3 separate regions of the Sus scrofa genome follow, and all the other regions are linked to region 3. Evidence: chromatin contacts called from public HiChIP or PLAC-seq data. All regions are on one chromosome and are shown on one strand. Each heading gives the region's core, a stretch centred on a gene start, on an enhancer-like site or on the middle of the called end of the contact. The rest is flanking DNA. Distances are from core to core; before and after follow the strand shown.

Region 1 (4,099 bases), core at 835-3,334, 86 kb after region 3:
TGCCCTCTGGGCGGTCATCATTGCTGACTTGGTCTGCAATAGGCATGGGGGGCTCTGGAACCTCATTTTCAGGTCTGTTTTCACTTGTGTCCATGGTCACTTCCTCCTTCTCCTCACTGTCAGTATGGGGTGAGGTTGAGAGGGAAGGGCAGGAAAGAACCAAGGGGAAGAGAGAACAAGACGTTAGGTTTTAGGTCAAGGAAACTCCCATGCCTCATCACTTGGGTGGGATTGGGAGGGCTGCTTTTCAGATCAGACTAGAGACCTTGCCCCCATCTTCCTCAGGGAAAGAGCACAGATCACAGCAACCACATCCACTCACTGCCCAGATGGGATAAAGCTGTGGCATGTGGGGTTGGGACTCCAACTGTTCTGAGGTAATTCGCCAGAGTACCCTTATATGAAGAGGAGAGACACATCTCTCCGAAAACAGTCCCTCAGAAGTGACTGTGATTTGCCCACAACCCCAGGGCCTCCCTAGCCCTTGGCCACAGGCACCTTTATTTAACCAAATTGCATGAGAAACTAAGGGAAGTCCGATTCCTTAAAAAGACGAGAAAGAACAACGAGGGCTGTGGCAAATGATCCCAACCTTGTGTTTAATCAACTGCTTAGTAAGTAAAGTCTGCTGACCAACGGGATCTGGACACACCAGGAATGGAGAAATGGTGGGGGCAGGGCTGCAGGGAGAGCAGGGCTGGTGAGGGGGTAAGCTTCAACAAGGACCCTCTCTAATCCAAAAGGAAAAATGAAAACTGCCGGACATAGTATGAAAGCTCAAAGAACCAGACCACTTTTACCTGCTCAGAGGTGTAGGAACTGTTCTTACATTCGGCTTTCGCCCAGTTTCTCCCACTCCCTCATTCCAACTTCCAAAAGATAAAGAGAGCAGGCCTCCCAGTCAGGACACACCCTCCCCCACACCATGCATCTCCCCCCACAAACACCGAACCCACTCCCCTACCCCACTGAATCACACAAGTTAGCTCCCACTGCAGGCAATAGATCCCAGAGGTTCACTTCAGATAAACTACCTTCCCATTTTCTTTTTTTCTGTCTTAACCCCTAACTTCTATCTCCAATCTCACCCCCATTACCATCCAAACACTGTGTGGGGGGATCAAATCAAGATGATCGAGGGCCTAAATCTCAGGAGAGGAGAAACCAAGTCTCCCCAGGTTGATAACTACCAACAGAAAATTTGGCATTCTCGACAGGCTGACTGACACTCAGAGGTCAGAACAGCCTCCCCAGAGCAGGCAGGGAGAGATGCACAGGAAGTGGGGAGGGGAAAATCGGAACTGTGCCCCCAGCTAATAGGCACCCACAGAAACACGAGATTCAACTGCCTAAATCTAAAGAAAAAGCTTATCCAAAAAATACCTATTTCCCACACAGAGAGGGCAAGTGGGGCCAATTAGAAATCAAGCAGGAAGGACAAAGGGGGAAAGCAGAATGATTAAAACAAACCAAAACGAAAGACAGAATGAAAGCCATGGGGAAGAGAAGGGAGATGGGGTGGGCCAGAGCAGTAGGGAAAAGGGATACATGGAAATGTGCAGCTCTCACCCTTCTTTGCTTTCTGATAACATGATTTTTTTTCTCCCCCTGGAAGTGCTGTTTATCCCTTTCTGGAATGGAAGAAATAACAAAAACCAAACAAAAAAATCCCAAAAAATTAAAAAAACAAAACACCTTCCTTGCCCCAAGATCCCACCACCTCCTCCCCAGCCACCCGATCCAGAGAGAGAAAATCAAGATGTAGCAACTGGGGATCCAAAAAACGGTAAATGGAAAGGGAGGTGGTGGTGGTGGTGGTGGTGGTGGTGAGGGGAGGTTAAAATAGATCTGGCTTTTAAGAGATAAGCGTTAAGTCCTCACGGCAAACCCCGAATTCAGCTGGCTTGGTCTCTCCGGAGAAGGAGGAGGAAGAGGGCCAGGCTGCTGGTAGTGGCTGGCTCTATTGTATTGGCGGAGCGGCGGCGATCAGCCGGAGACATGCAGGGGAGCCATCTTGCCACTTACCCAGCAGCCCGTGTGTGCGGATGGGGGAGGGCCCTGCTGCAGCAGGGGAGGGGAAAGAAAAGAGGGAGGCGCTGAGTGAGCAAGGTTCTCAGCCTCTGGCAGGCCGCTCTGAGCTCACTGCTGGCTCATAGGCCTGGCCTTTTTCCTTCTTTTCTCGGGTTACAACCACTGAAGCCTAACCCCACAGGGAGAGGGTACTCTCTCCTTGTTTCCCTGGGGGCGGGTGAGGGGGCTGGGTGGAGAGGACAAAGTTACAGCTGCTTGCTTGGAAGAACCCCGAAAATAGAAGGAAAGGAAACAGCCGAGCTGGGAGTGAGTTTAAAATGCTAAGAAGATAACAAAGGCAAAGTTGGAAAGAGACAGAGTGGAGGGCCATGAGCAATTTTTAATATGCCCACCTTCCTCTATCCAAGAGGGGAGGCACGGAACACTGAAACAAGATCAGCTGCTTCAAGGTGGGGAGGTGGGATGAGATTTGGCACTACCCAATCACCATACAGTAACCGGTTGCTGACCCTGAGCAATGGGAGCAATGGCCACGTGTTCCTACTCCAACCAGTCCTTTCTTTGAGATGGAAGGAGTGGATAAGCAGAGTGCCTTTCAGAATTAGCAGCAGAGGAGGGGAGAGGTGTCTCCAAAGAGATGACAGACAACCTTGTTTCACAGAGTCTTTAATAAGGTCACCCTGCCCCAGGGTCTGCTGGAGCCATAAAGGAAAAGGATAAACAGGGCAAAGGGACCTCGGATAGCTGAAGCACAAAGGCCACTTCTTGGAGCAAGGGCTCCAAAGTGAGGGCTCTGAAGCAGATAAGAAACTGAAGTGAGAGAAGTGCTATTGGGGCTGGGGGTGGGGGGCACGGGGGTTGATCTGGTGGGCAAAAAGTGACTGGGAACTAAATGGAAATTATTAATTACAGGTATCTTCTGACTAAATGTAAAAGGGGAAGCTGACTCTACCCATTCAAAAAAGCACTCCGAGTTTGCCCAAAAATGTTCATTTGTTGGCTGCTTTAGTATCCTAATGCCAGTAAAGGTTTAACACTAATACAAGCTTTAACCAAAAACTTGGTATTATTATTTGTAATACCAGAACTTTTAACCAGGACTGAAGTTTCCTCCCTGCTGCTTAAAATCTTAAATTTACACAACTTCATGCTAAAGGAATCATGTTTATACCTCACATTAAAGTTTCTTTTCACTTAGTGGTCCCTGTCTGCAGAGAGATTGAGAGTTCTGGAGTCAAATTGGTTAGGGCTCAATTCAGGCCCCAGCCCACCCCCACACTAGTGTGATACTGGGTGAGTTCCTGATCCTCTCTGTGTATCAGTTTCTTAATCTGTCAAGTGTGGGTAATAACAGTACTTATCTCATGAAACTGTGTGATAAGGACTGGCTCTGAAGAGTCTGGCTTGGAAGACACCCCAAATCAAGGTAAGGATATGCATAAAACACATGTACATTTAAATAGGCCATTATCTCTTTCGATGCCACCTATGGAGATTTTTTTTTTTTTTTTTTTTTGGAATGTCCTCAAAGAGAAACTGCCTATTCCCTGATGTAAAGGCACTAAATGGTACGACAGGTTCTCAGCCACACCCTCATCACTTATAATAACCCTAGTTTTCTTGCCCCTCACCCCCATGCTGCAGTTTCAAAGACTGCATCCTTTGACCCCTAGCTCAGGGCCTAACACAAAGGAAGGCTCAGTATTTCCCAATTAGGCTGTCACTATGGATACCAAGTGGATACTTAAAAAAAAAAAATTTTTTTTTGTCTTTTTTTGGGGGCCGCACCCCAGGCACATGGAGGTTCCCAGGCTAGGAGTCTAATAGGAGCTGTAGCCGCCGGCCTACACCACAGCAACAGTCAGATCTGAGCTGCGTCTGCAACTTGCACCACAGCTCATGCCAACGCCAGATCCTTAACCCACTGAGCAAAGCCAGGGACTGAACCCGAAACCTCATGGTTCCTAGTCAGATTCAGTTTCTGCTGCACCACGACAAGAACGCCAAGTGGATACTTTAATAAATGGCTGCTAAACTGAAAGTTTTCTCCTTAAGAAGTATCTTTGGA
Region 2 (4,733 bases), core at 402-2,901, 110 kb after region 3:
AAAAACAAAAACAAAAAACACCCTTCTCCCAATCTCGACATTAAAAACAATCATACACACTTAAACAGTACTCCTTTTCCAGGGACCTAAAAGCCCTTTACTAATATTGTTCTCATTCATCTTCACAAGACCCCTAAAAGTGGCCATGGTCACTGCTCTCAAATGTACAGGTGTGAAATGCAGGCACATAGGGAAAATCAGTGACCTGGCTAGGCAATAAAATCAGTGACAGAACCAGTGCTACAATCCCTATTATCTTCTGCACTTCTGACTAATGTCCCTTCTAAATTTGGCCCTTCACTTCAAATAATTAAATTAGATTCAAAAATACATGAAACCAAAAAGGTTTTGGCCTGAATGAATTACTTGGTCAGTTACCCAGGAACAGGTCTACTTGAGTGAACTTGTATTGTTTCCAAGAGAGTGGCTCCTAGATTTGTCATATTTATAAGAATTTCAAAGAGGAGGCTACCGAACAAAATGACCAAAGATTCTATAAACTGTGGTCTGATCCAATACACATACGAAACTGTCAGCTTCAGTATAAGCAACGGTTTGCCAACGTAACCCTGAGCCAACCCAGCCCGAATTTGTACTATTCGGCCACGTACCCTAACCAGCACTAATTAAAACCGAGATCCTCACCTCCCCTGCGTCTACAAACCTCTACACATCAATCCATTCACCTACCTCTTGACAATCCCACCTTAATGCACAAAACCAGCCTGTCTCACCTCTCTCATCAATATTCACCAAACTCTTATCCACTCAAATTGCTTCTGGAAGCCCTATAAAGTATACACTCCTCCCTAAGCAAGTCCCTTCAAATCAAGGTTTCTCTTCATTTCACCTAATCTAATCAACTAGACTCCCCCCTCCCCCTCCACCGCTCCAATTCTATTCTTTCGGGTAAGGATACCAACCCCATCAACCCCTCCACCCAACTATACCCCTAACTCCGACCCAGCCCAACTCGCCCCCCTCAGGCCAGCAACGCCGATGGTTGTAGTGGGATTTAACTCCTTCCGCAGCGCATGCGCCGAGACCATAGACACAAACAAGGAGGGGGTGGGGGAAGGAGGAAGGAGCTTAAGACACTCTAGGAGAGTAGCGCACACCCTCCCATTTTGGGCTCGCGCCGCTACCGTTAAGGCGGGAACCGGCGCTATCTCCACTCCAGAGCGAGCCTCGCCAACCACCGTGCGCGCGGATCCGGAGGCTCGCGCTGGCGGCCTGAGCTCGCTCGCGCCGAGCCCGGACACTGCGCCTGCGCCGCGACAGAGACTCGGCTCTACCGGGTCTGCTCCCCTCCGACACGCCGGCAACGCAGTCTCCTCACCCCTTTGAGCCGCTTGACCAGGGCACTCTTCTGCCCGCTCTTGGCTAGGCCTCGCTGTTCCAGTGCGGCCTTCAGGTCGGTCACCCGCAGCGCCTGAAGAGGCTTCCCGTCCAGAGTCACCTCCTCCAGCTCCGCCATCTTGCGTGAGGTACTCGGGTCCGTCCCGACGGCTTCGGGCATCTTCGGTAATTTCCGCCAACGCCCTTCGAACGTTCCGAGCTGACCCCGCCCACTGCTAGAGTCAACCCCTCGATTACCACTTAGAATTCCCCGAATTCCTTCGGAACTGCTCGGGTGTTTCCGTCTTCACATCGGCACCAATCGGTTTTCTCCATCCTACCGGCCGCTCCTCCCTCCCTCGTGCTGCTTTCAGAGCTCGGTTCGCTTCGTCTTACCGAGGCTTTGAATCGAATCTGTTCGGAAGCTCTCGACTCTGGCATACCCATAATCGGAGTTATTCGGCTATCTCCGGACCTAAGGATGAGGCGCTAAGGCACTTGGGTGTTTGGGGCTGGTCCGGGACCGGAAGTGCGTGGGTTTCCGGGCTGGCCCTCTTTAGGGTTTTCAGGAAACCGGGAAGCGGCGGCGATGGTAGGATAGCGCTGTTGTGACGGTCTCCGGGTCCTCTGTGAGAGGAAACGGGAGGTAAGCGGGGTAAAAGTACCTCCCTGGGCCGAGTCAGACTCGGTGTTTGCGGGCTAGTCAGTAGGGCAAGCTTCCCATTCCCCTAGGGAAACAGCTGCCACCCCCCCACCCTCCGAAACCCTGCCACTCCCAGCTAAGGCTGTGTTGCTTTTTGGGACCTCGGAATGCTAGGCTCTGTAGCCTCCAAAGTTGACCGTGTCTTTGGACCCGGCTTGTCAACCAATTCATAATCATTGAACTTAAGTTTACCGTGAAAGCCATATCGCAAGACTCGGAAAAAGTTCTCCCTTTCCACGAAATAGAGAAGAAAATTCCCTTAGGAAGAATTGCTTCTTGTAGGGCCACTGTGAAAAAGGCAACGTCACTGGGAATGTTTTGGTACTGAACTGACGTAAATTGCTTCTGGCTTCCTTTTCTTTGTCACTGCAGATACTCCAATTTACAGCGGAAGAAATACAAACAGTAAAATAGGTCACAGACAAGTATTTTAAGGTTTTCATTGTTAGAGATTCAAACTGAGATTTGAAAACAATTCAAGTTGGCTGACCTTCCAGTTGCATTAGTGATGCGGATCAGTGGCAAGGCATCAATAGATATTATATTAAACATGAAAGAAAATTGTTCAGACATGAATTGTCACACATCAACAGCAGTAGAACACTTGTTAGAGCCCTAAACCACCAAACCAACTAGACTTTTTTCGGTCCTGAATAAACAACCACTTGGCTTTTTCTGTTTTTCTTACTTTGTTAATCTTATTTTGGGCAAGGTGCCCTCACTTAATCTGCTCTTTAATTTTTCCTGATGCTTTACAGGAAATAGAGGAAAATAAGGGGGTTATGAAGTTCTTGGCATATTTCAGAGGTTACATGCACATTGCAGAGAAGGCTCTTTCATCATACAGGATGTTTTTCCTTTCTTCTTTTCCCCCACTGTTGATAGCTTTGGAATGATTAGCACCTGAACCTCAACTAACTGCTTGATAAATTTAAAAATATGTACCTTTTTTTTCATTTTAGGCAAGATGTGTTGGACCTATATATTTATTTTGGGGGATAGGGGGTTCCTCAGCATGCAGAAACTCCCAGGCTAGGGATCGAACCTGTGCCCCAGCAGTGCCCATGCCAGATCCTTAACCCCTAGGCCACCAGAGAACTCCCCCCTTTTTTGGTTGGACCTATGTGAATCATTTTTTGTCTTTACTCAACCTGGAACATAGAATTAGAAGGGAAAGAATGAACACAGAATGTGGAATGTTTTGGTTATTTTTAGATTGTTTATAAGAATGATGGAGAGAGGCAGTGGGTTTGAAAAAGAGAGAGAGGAAGGAGTTCCTGTCATGGCACAGAGGTTAACGAATCTGACTAGGAACCATGAGTGAGGGTTCGATCCCTGGCCTTGCTCAGTGGGTTAAGGATCCAGCGTTGCCGTGAGCTGTGGTGTAGGTTGCAGACAAGGCTTGGATCCCAAGTTGCTGTGGCTGTGGCGTAGGCCAGTGGCTACAGCTCCGATTCGACCCCTAGCCTGGGAACATCCATATGCTGCAGGAGCAGCCATAGAAAAGACCAAAAAAAAAAAAAGAGAGAGAAGAGAGAGAGAGGAAAATTGGCAAATATGACATGCAGTTATTCTTGGGTGCCTTCACTAAGGTAGCTGGATAATAACCTAAATAAAGGACCCTGTTGTTTTTCTGTAAACTAGATAGGTGGAAAGTAATTTTCTTTGTAGATACCAATTGAGAGTGATAAGATTCTATGTTGTTAGAAGGCTGTATTTTGGTTGCTCTTTGTAGAGAGTGTGTAACAGTGCTTTTATGTTTCAGGATGCCACTGGAGTCATCTTCCTCTTCGATGCCACTATCTTTCCCTTCTCCCTTACCCTCGGTACCAGACAATATTTCTGACTCTTCCCCTCCTCCAATGTCTTACATCACTTCCCAGGAGATGAAATGTATTCTTCATTGGTTTGCCAGCTGGTCAGGTCCTCAGCGTGAACGTTTCCTACAGGACCTGGTTGCTAAGGCAGTACCAGGAAAATTACAGCCACTGCTGGAAAGTCTAGAGCAGCTTAGTGTGTCTGGAGCAAACCGACCACCTTGTATCTTTGAGTGCCAGCTACGTCTTTGGGATCAGTGGTTTCGAGGTTGGGCTGAGCAGGAGCGCAATGAATTTGTCAGGCAGCTGGAGATCAGTGAGCCAGACTTTGTGGCAAAGTTTTACCAAGCAGTGGCTGCTACAGCTGGTAAAGACTGACAGGTATTAAAATCAAAGAAGATAACCAGAAGTGTTGGAGCCAAGGCCACAACTTTACCATGAGAATTTCGCATGTATTACTTAAAGGTATGGGGATGGTATTCCAATCAGCTGTCTGAACTCGCTGAAGTACAGGCCTGGTGATTTCAACGTGAACAGCCTATCAGCTGGACTCCTGATAAATGTGTAAATGTCCTCCATCGGAGTGAATCCAGATCATCAGTCTGCCTCCTACTTGGTTCGTTCCAAGACATGTCAAACCCTCAAAGAATTTAAAGACTTTTGCAACCATAACCAAAAGGAATCTATACATTATACACATTGCTGGCCTGTGGGGTATAAAGTAGAGCCTTCCTATTCCAGAAAGGGGCCGTAAAAGGTCACGTTTTTATAACTTACCTGGATTCGGATGGTGGTTTCACCACTCCTACCAGCTTCTGGCATAATTATGTGAGATTTAAACTGCAAGCTTGAATTTTGGAAAAATCAGGAGATGG
Region 3 (4,415 bases), core at 649-3,148:
CTGCGCCGCGCGACCGGCCCCGCCCGCGGGCACCTGGAGCGCCCGGGCAGGAGCCGGCACGCACGCTGCCCGCCCGCCCCGCCCCCCACCCGCGCATTCCCCGAATTCCTGCGGGCGGAGCCTGGGCCCGGGTGGGGGCGCGGCGCGCAGGAGCCTGCAGGGGCACCACCGCCGAGGGGGTAGCAAGATGGGGGATGCTCTCACGGCCCCACTTGGTCCCCTCCCTACGAGGCCTCCTACCGAGAAAAACCCAGGCTCTAAAGCTTGAGGAACTGGAGATCACACAGGGAGGGGGTGAATTTAGCAGGAATAGGGTGCCTGTGGTCCATCTGAAACCCAGTGGGAAGGGAATTCTTCTCTTGCCTCTTTCCTAGCCCTGAGTCTCTGCCTCCGACCTCCTGGCGCAGGCAGTTTTGGCCGTCGGGGCAGAGGGGAACCAAATGCGGTGACGGGTCCCTCCCCGTCCCTCACCACTTCTCTCACTCACCAAAGTAGTCTTCTCTGGACTCCGGCTCCCGTATCCGGGTCCGGGCAGCCTCCTGAACGAACGCACCCGGCGGCTCCTCAAGACCCGACGGCTCAATTCCCGAGGGTTCCCCGCGGGCGCCGGCTTCTCGCCCACCTGTGCCCCCTGTCAGGCGCAGCAACGCTGTTAGCTCATCCTGGTATCGGGCGCCAGCGGCGCAGTCCCCGTAGCCAGTCACCGAGTGTCGTCCGGGTTGCGCCCCTCGTCTCTCCAAGGGCCCAGCCGCTCCTACTCCAGCTCCGGCAAGAGCTCCCGGGCTGCCCAGGGCCGGGGGATATGAGTGGCGGCTTTCCTGGCAGCCGAATCCGGCCGGCCGATGAGCGCACAGTCGGTCCAGGGCAGCGTGGAGCTCGGGGTAGGCGGACGGCACCCCTCCGGAGGAATAGCCTGCCGGAACCCCAGCCAGGGGTGGGCCAAACAGGCAAGGCCCGGCAGGCAGAGGACTGCCGTGGCGCTGGTCATAGCCCATGCTGATGCCGCTGGTACGATTGCTGCAGGGTCGGCTACCTCCGGCTCCACCAGCCCCCGCCCCGTCCAGCAGCAGACTGCCCCGGGGGCTGGACGGCTTGCTCGCGTCGCTGGCTGAGCTACTGGCAAAACTGGAGCGGGGGCTTAGGGCTGGGGCCGTGGTCTCCAGCCGAAAGTCAGGGGGCAATGACTGAGGTAGAGGCAAGGCCCGGGTGGGAGGTGGCACCCCGGGAAAGGAGGCTTCGTAGCGCTGCGCCTCAAAGGAGCCGCGGGGGTTCCGCTCAGCATCCAGGGGGCCTTGCTCCCGGGCTGGCTCCAACGGCTCATCCCCAAGTCCCCCAGTAGCTCCACGGGGCCCTGATTTCCTAGGTCCCCCTAATCCGCTCTGACGCCCCTTTCCCGGCCCGGGGGTCCCATCAGACCCAGACCGGCTAGATTCACCCTTTCTGCGGCCGAACTTGGCGCTGCCGGAGTCCGAGAGTCTTAACTTCTCTAGCAGGCGACTGGCTTTCTCCCCTAATCGCTCCATGCCCTCGGGCCTGGGGACTCCAGCCCCCTCCCCGCCCGGCACCCTGCAGCGTCTCGGTGGCCGCTTCTCTCTCCCTGCGGCTGGACTCGGGTTCCCCGGGGGCACAGGATAGGCACCGGGATTTAGCGGGTGGCCTGGATGCCCCGCGCCAAGAATCCCGCAGCATCCCCCAGCGACAGGGGTTGCGTCCCCCCGCGCATCAGGGGTTAAGCAAGGCTAGAAGGGCCGACGGCCGTGGCTGTGCCTTCCGCAGGTCTATCTGTTCACGAGCCGACTCACCCGGCAGCCCCACTCTCCCCGGCCCCCGCCCCCCTCGCTCTCACACTCAGCACGGACCCAACTTCTCTCCCAAACTTTTGTCTGCCTGGCCGGATCTACTTTCCTGGAGGGGCGGGGCGCTGAGTGCGAAAGAAACAGGGGTGTCGGCGCAGGAATCTGGTGCGCCGGAGGAGGGGAGAGCGGGTGCTGGTGCCAACTGTCCTGGAACTGGAGATCCGCCGACTGACGGCTAAAAAAGGGCGAGGGGCAGTTTGGGCAATAGCTACTACACCACTCAAGAATTGGGACAGGAAAAAGTGGGGGAGGGGAGGGGAACTCTTTGTTTGTAGTTGGAATGCGCGGAGGGGCACCGTGGAATGTCGCGGCCCGGGACCCGGCGACGCGAGGCTTGTTCTGCGCAAACACCGTGACTTTGTTCCTAGTATGAGGACTGCTGGAGAGATGAGGAGGGACTGATACAGAAATAGTGAGACAGGGAGAGAAAAGAAATGTAGATACACAGAGAGGTTCAGAGCGAGGAAGCCCTTATAGAGAGGTTGTGGAAGACAGGTATGGAAAGAAAGAGAGCAGACCAAAGGGGATCGATCGCGGGTGTTGCAGAGACCGAAGGCTGAATAGGCCAAGAAAAAGACAAATTTGTGCGAATCCAGAGAGAATGAGAGACAAACAGATAAGCTGCAATGCAAAGACAACTTTCTGAATCCAAAACTCTGCAGTTGGAGGGAGGGAGTTTTAGAGTGTGTGTGTGAAAGGAGAGAGAAAAAGGCTTGGGACTAATCTCTACCTTCAGGGTAGGGCTGATAGAGGGATCGATAGACACCCCCTGGTGTTGGGAAATGAGATTTTTAGCAACTATTTCTGGTGACTGGGGATAGAAGGCCTGGTTTTTAGGGGTAGCAAAGGCCTCGCCCTTGGTTGGCCCACAGGAGATTGGTGATAAAGAGTAAGTATCAACTTAAGCGGAAGAAAAAATATGTTCTTTAGAAGAGATAGCAAGTGAAAATGATCAAGGTGGAAAAGCAAAAGAGGCCAATCCTGGCCATACTAGGAGGCTCAAGAATAAGGAAAAGAGGAAGCCCTGGCTGAAGCTGAACATACCTGATTAAATATCAGCCAATGGATTTTGCCCAGACCAGCACATCAGGGGCATGGGGTAGGGTGTGGGGGAAAATGGAGAGGGAAAATAACTCCTTTGCATTTGGATAGTAAATTAGTATGAAAATTATATGCAAACAAATCATGCATATTATTTTCACTTCAACATTCTGAACACCTTTTACAATCTTAGTGTGGCCTTAGGGAAAGGGGAAGGAAAGGAGGTTAATATCTTTGGGGAAATTAATTTGGCACAAACTGTTTGGCTTCTCTGCCCTAGCTGCATTGTCTCCCTGCCCTCATCTCTCCTGAGAATCAGCCTCTTTCCCTGGTCAGGGCTACAGCATCTCTCTGATCCAGAGGAGAGTTTACTCTTAGGGTGGAAGCAAGGAGGACTGAAAGCATTAGTAACCCAGGGGAGCTCTCAGGTTGCATCCAGAACCTGCTGTTGCGTGCCATCTTCAGAATCAGCCATAAGCTTCTCCCTCCTTTCCTGTCTCCCCATGGGGAAGGAGAACCTGGATGCTTCCTTCCAATTACCTACATTTTCTAACATTTGGGAGCTTTGCTCCTTTGGCGTTAGAATGGGAGAGTAAATCTTATGAAAAGTTGAGATGCCATTAAAGGAGGCCCATCCGGGAGCTGGTAGTGGCAGTAGTAGGCACAGTTGGGATCAAGAACTTGGGTGTTCAGGGGATGACAGGAAGCAGACACAAGTGAAAGGGGGACACTCTGATAGGGCAGGTGCCAGCAGTGCTCATGACCTCGGGGTAACCACTCTATAGGCTGAACTAGAGCCAGGAGCTCCACAGGCCCTATTCTCCCTCCCCAGGACTTTAGGCTCTATATACACAGATGACTCCTCAGTCCGTATCTCTAGCCTAGACTCTCTTGGACTTAAAAACTCAGCTGACGACTAGCACCTCTACTTGGTTGTCTCAAAGGTACACAACACCCTAAACTGACCTCACCTTCCCTGCCTCCCAAAACTGGCTCCTCCAGCATTTCCTGAGCAAATGGCGCCATTAACCACTTAGCTACTTAAGCCAGAAATCTGAATATTGACCTTATGTCCCCCTCCCTTAACCTCAAATCCTATCACCAAGGCCTATCACCAAGTCTTGTCAATTCTGCTTCCAAATTATCTTTCAAATCTGTCCTTCCCTCATCAACATCACTACACATACACACACACACACACACACACACACATGCACGCACGCACGCACGCACGCACACACGCACACACGCACACACACACACACCACCATCTCTTCTCTCCTGGACCACTGCAAAAGTCTCCCTGCTGAAGCTTTCTCCCTCCCATCCATCTCATACCCTGAGGATCATATTTCCCTGTTTAAAACCTATCAGTGATTGCTCACTGCCCTTGAATTAGAGTCTATACTTTTAAAGTATTTCACAGGGTCTCTCTACCTCTCCAGTCTCTTCTCTCAGCATCACCCCCCCCCACACACACACCTCCCCAAACAGCTCTGCAGTAGAATTGCACCTTGT

The links. HiChIP or PLAC-seq counts read pairs in DNA pulled down with a chosen protein or histone mark.
Region 1: an H3K27ac HiChIP or PLAC-seq map of skeletal muscle shows a contact between it and region 3. The contact joins the enhancer-like site here to the promoter of AJUBA in region 3. A contact is called at or near these places in 4 of 5 promoter capture datasets (fetal liver, fetal skeletal muscle and liver), 13 of 47 Hi-C or Micro-C datasets (alveolar macrophages, blood, embryonic fibroblasts and 5 more) and 2 of 2 datasets of contacts at active chromatin or transcription factors (alveolar macrophages and skeletal muscle).
Region 2: an H3K27ac HiChIP or PLAC-seq map of skeletal muscle shows a contact between it and region 3. The contact joins the promoter of ACIN1 here to the promoter of AJUBA in region 3. A contact is called at or near these places in 7 of 47 Hi-C or Micro-C datasets (adipose tissue, blood, embryonic fibroblasts and 4 more) and 2 of 2 datasets of contacts at active chromatin or transcription factors (alveolar macrophages and skeletal muscle).

Annotation. Positions count from the first base shown.
Region 1 is chr7:75,975,371-75,979,469 of Sscrofa11.1, reverse strand. It overlaps ACIN1 (apoptotic chromatin condensation inducer in the nucleus), which reads right to left. Exons shown (of 19, transcript XM_021099243.1): 9 at 1-116. Among named protein-coding and RNA genes, the nearest start is that of CDH24, 14 kb to the left of the region's middle. Within about 2 kb of position 2,084, at least 71 of the 83 cell types and tissues checked have an H3K27ac peak or open chromatin away from gene starts, as enhancers often do. A contact at or near this core is called in alveolar macrophages, embryonic fibroblasts, fetal liver and 5 more, where this site is marked.
Region 2 is chr7:75,948,121-75,952,853 of Sscrofa11.1, reverse strand. ACIN1 (apoptotic chromatin condensation inducer in the nucleus) reads right to left here and starts at 1,651. Exons shown (of 19, transcript XM_021099243.1): 1 at 1,340-1,651. The coding sequence starts at 1,519. It overlaps C7H14orf119, which reads left to right and starts at 1,807. Exons shown (of 2, transcript XM_003128551.4): 1 at 1,807-1,984; 2 at 3,807-4,733. The coding sequence starts at 3,808. The coding sequence ends at 4,236.
Region 3 is chr7:76,060,492-76,064,906 of Sscrofa11.1, reverse strand. AJUBA (LIM domain-containing protein ajuba) reads right to left here and starts at 1,898. Exons shown (of 8, transcript XM_021099246.1): 1 at 488-1,898. The coding sequence starts at 1,523. C7H14orf93 reads right to left here. Exons shown (of 7, transcript XM_021099247.1): 7 at 3,030-4,415.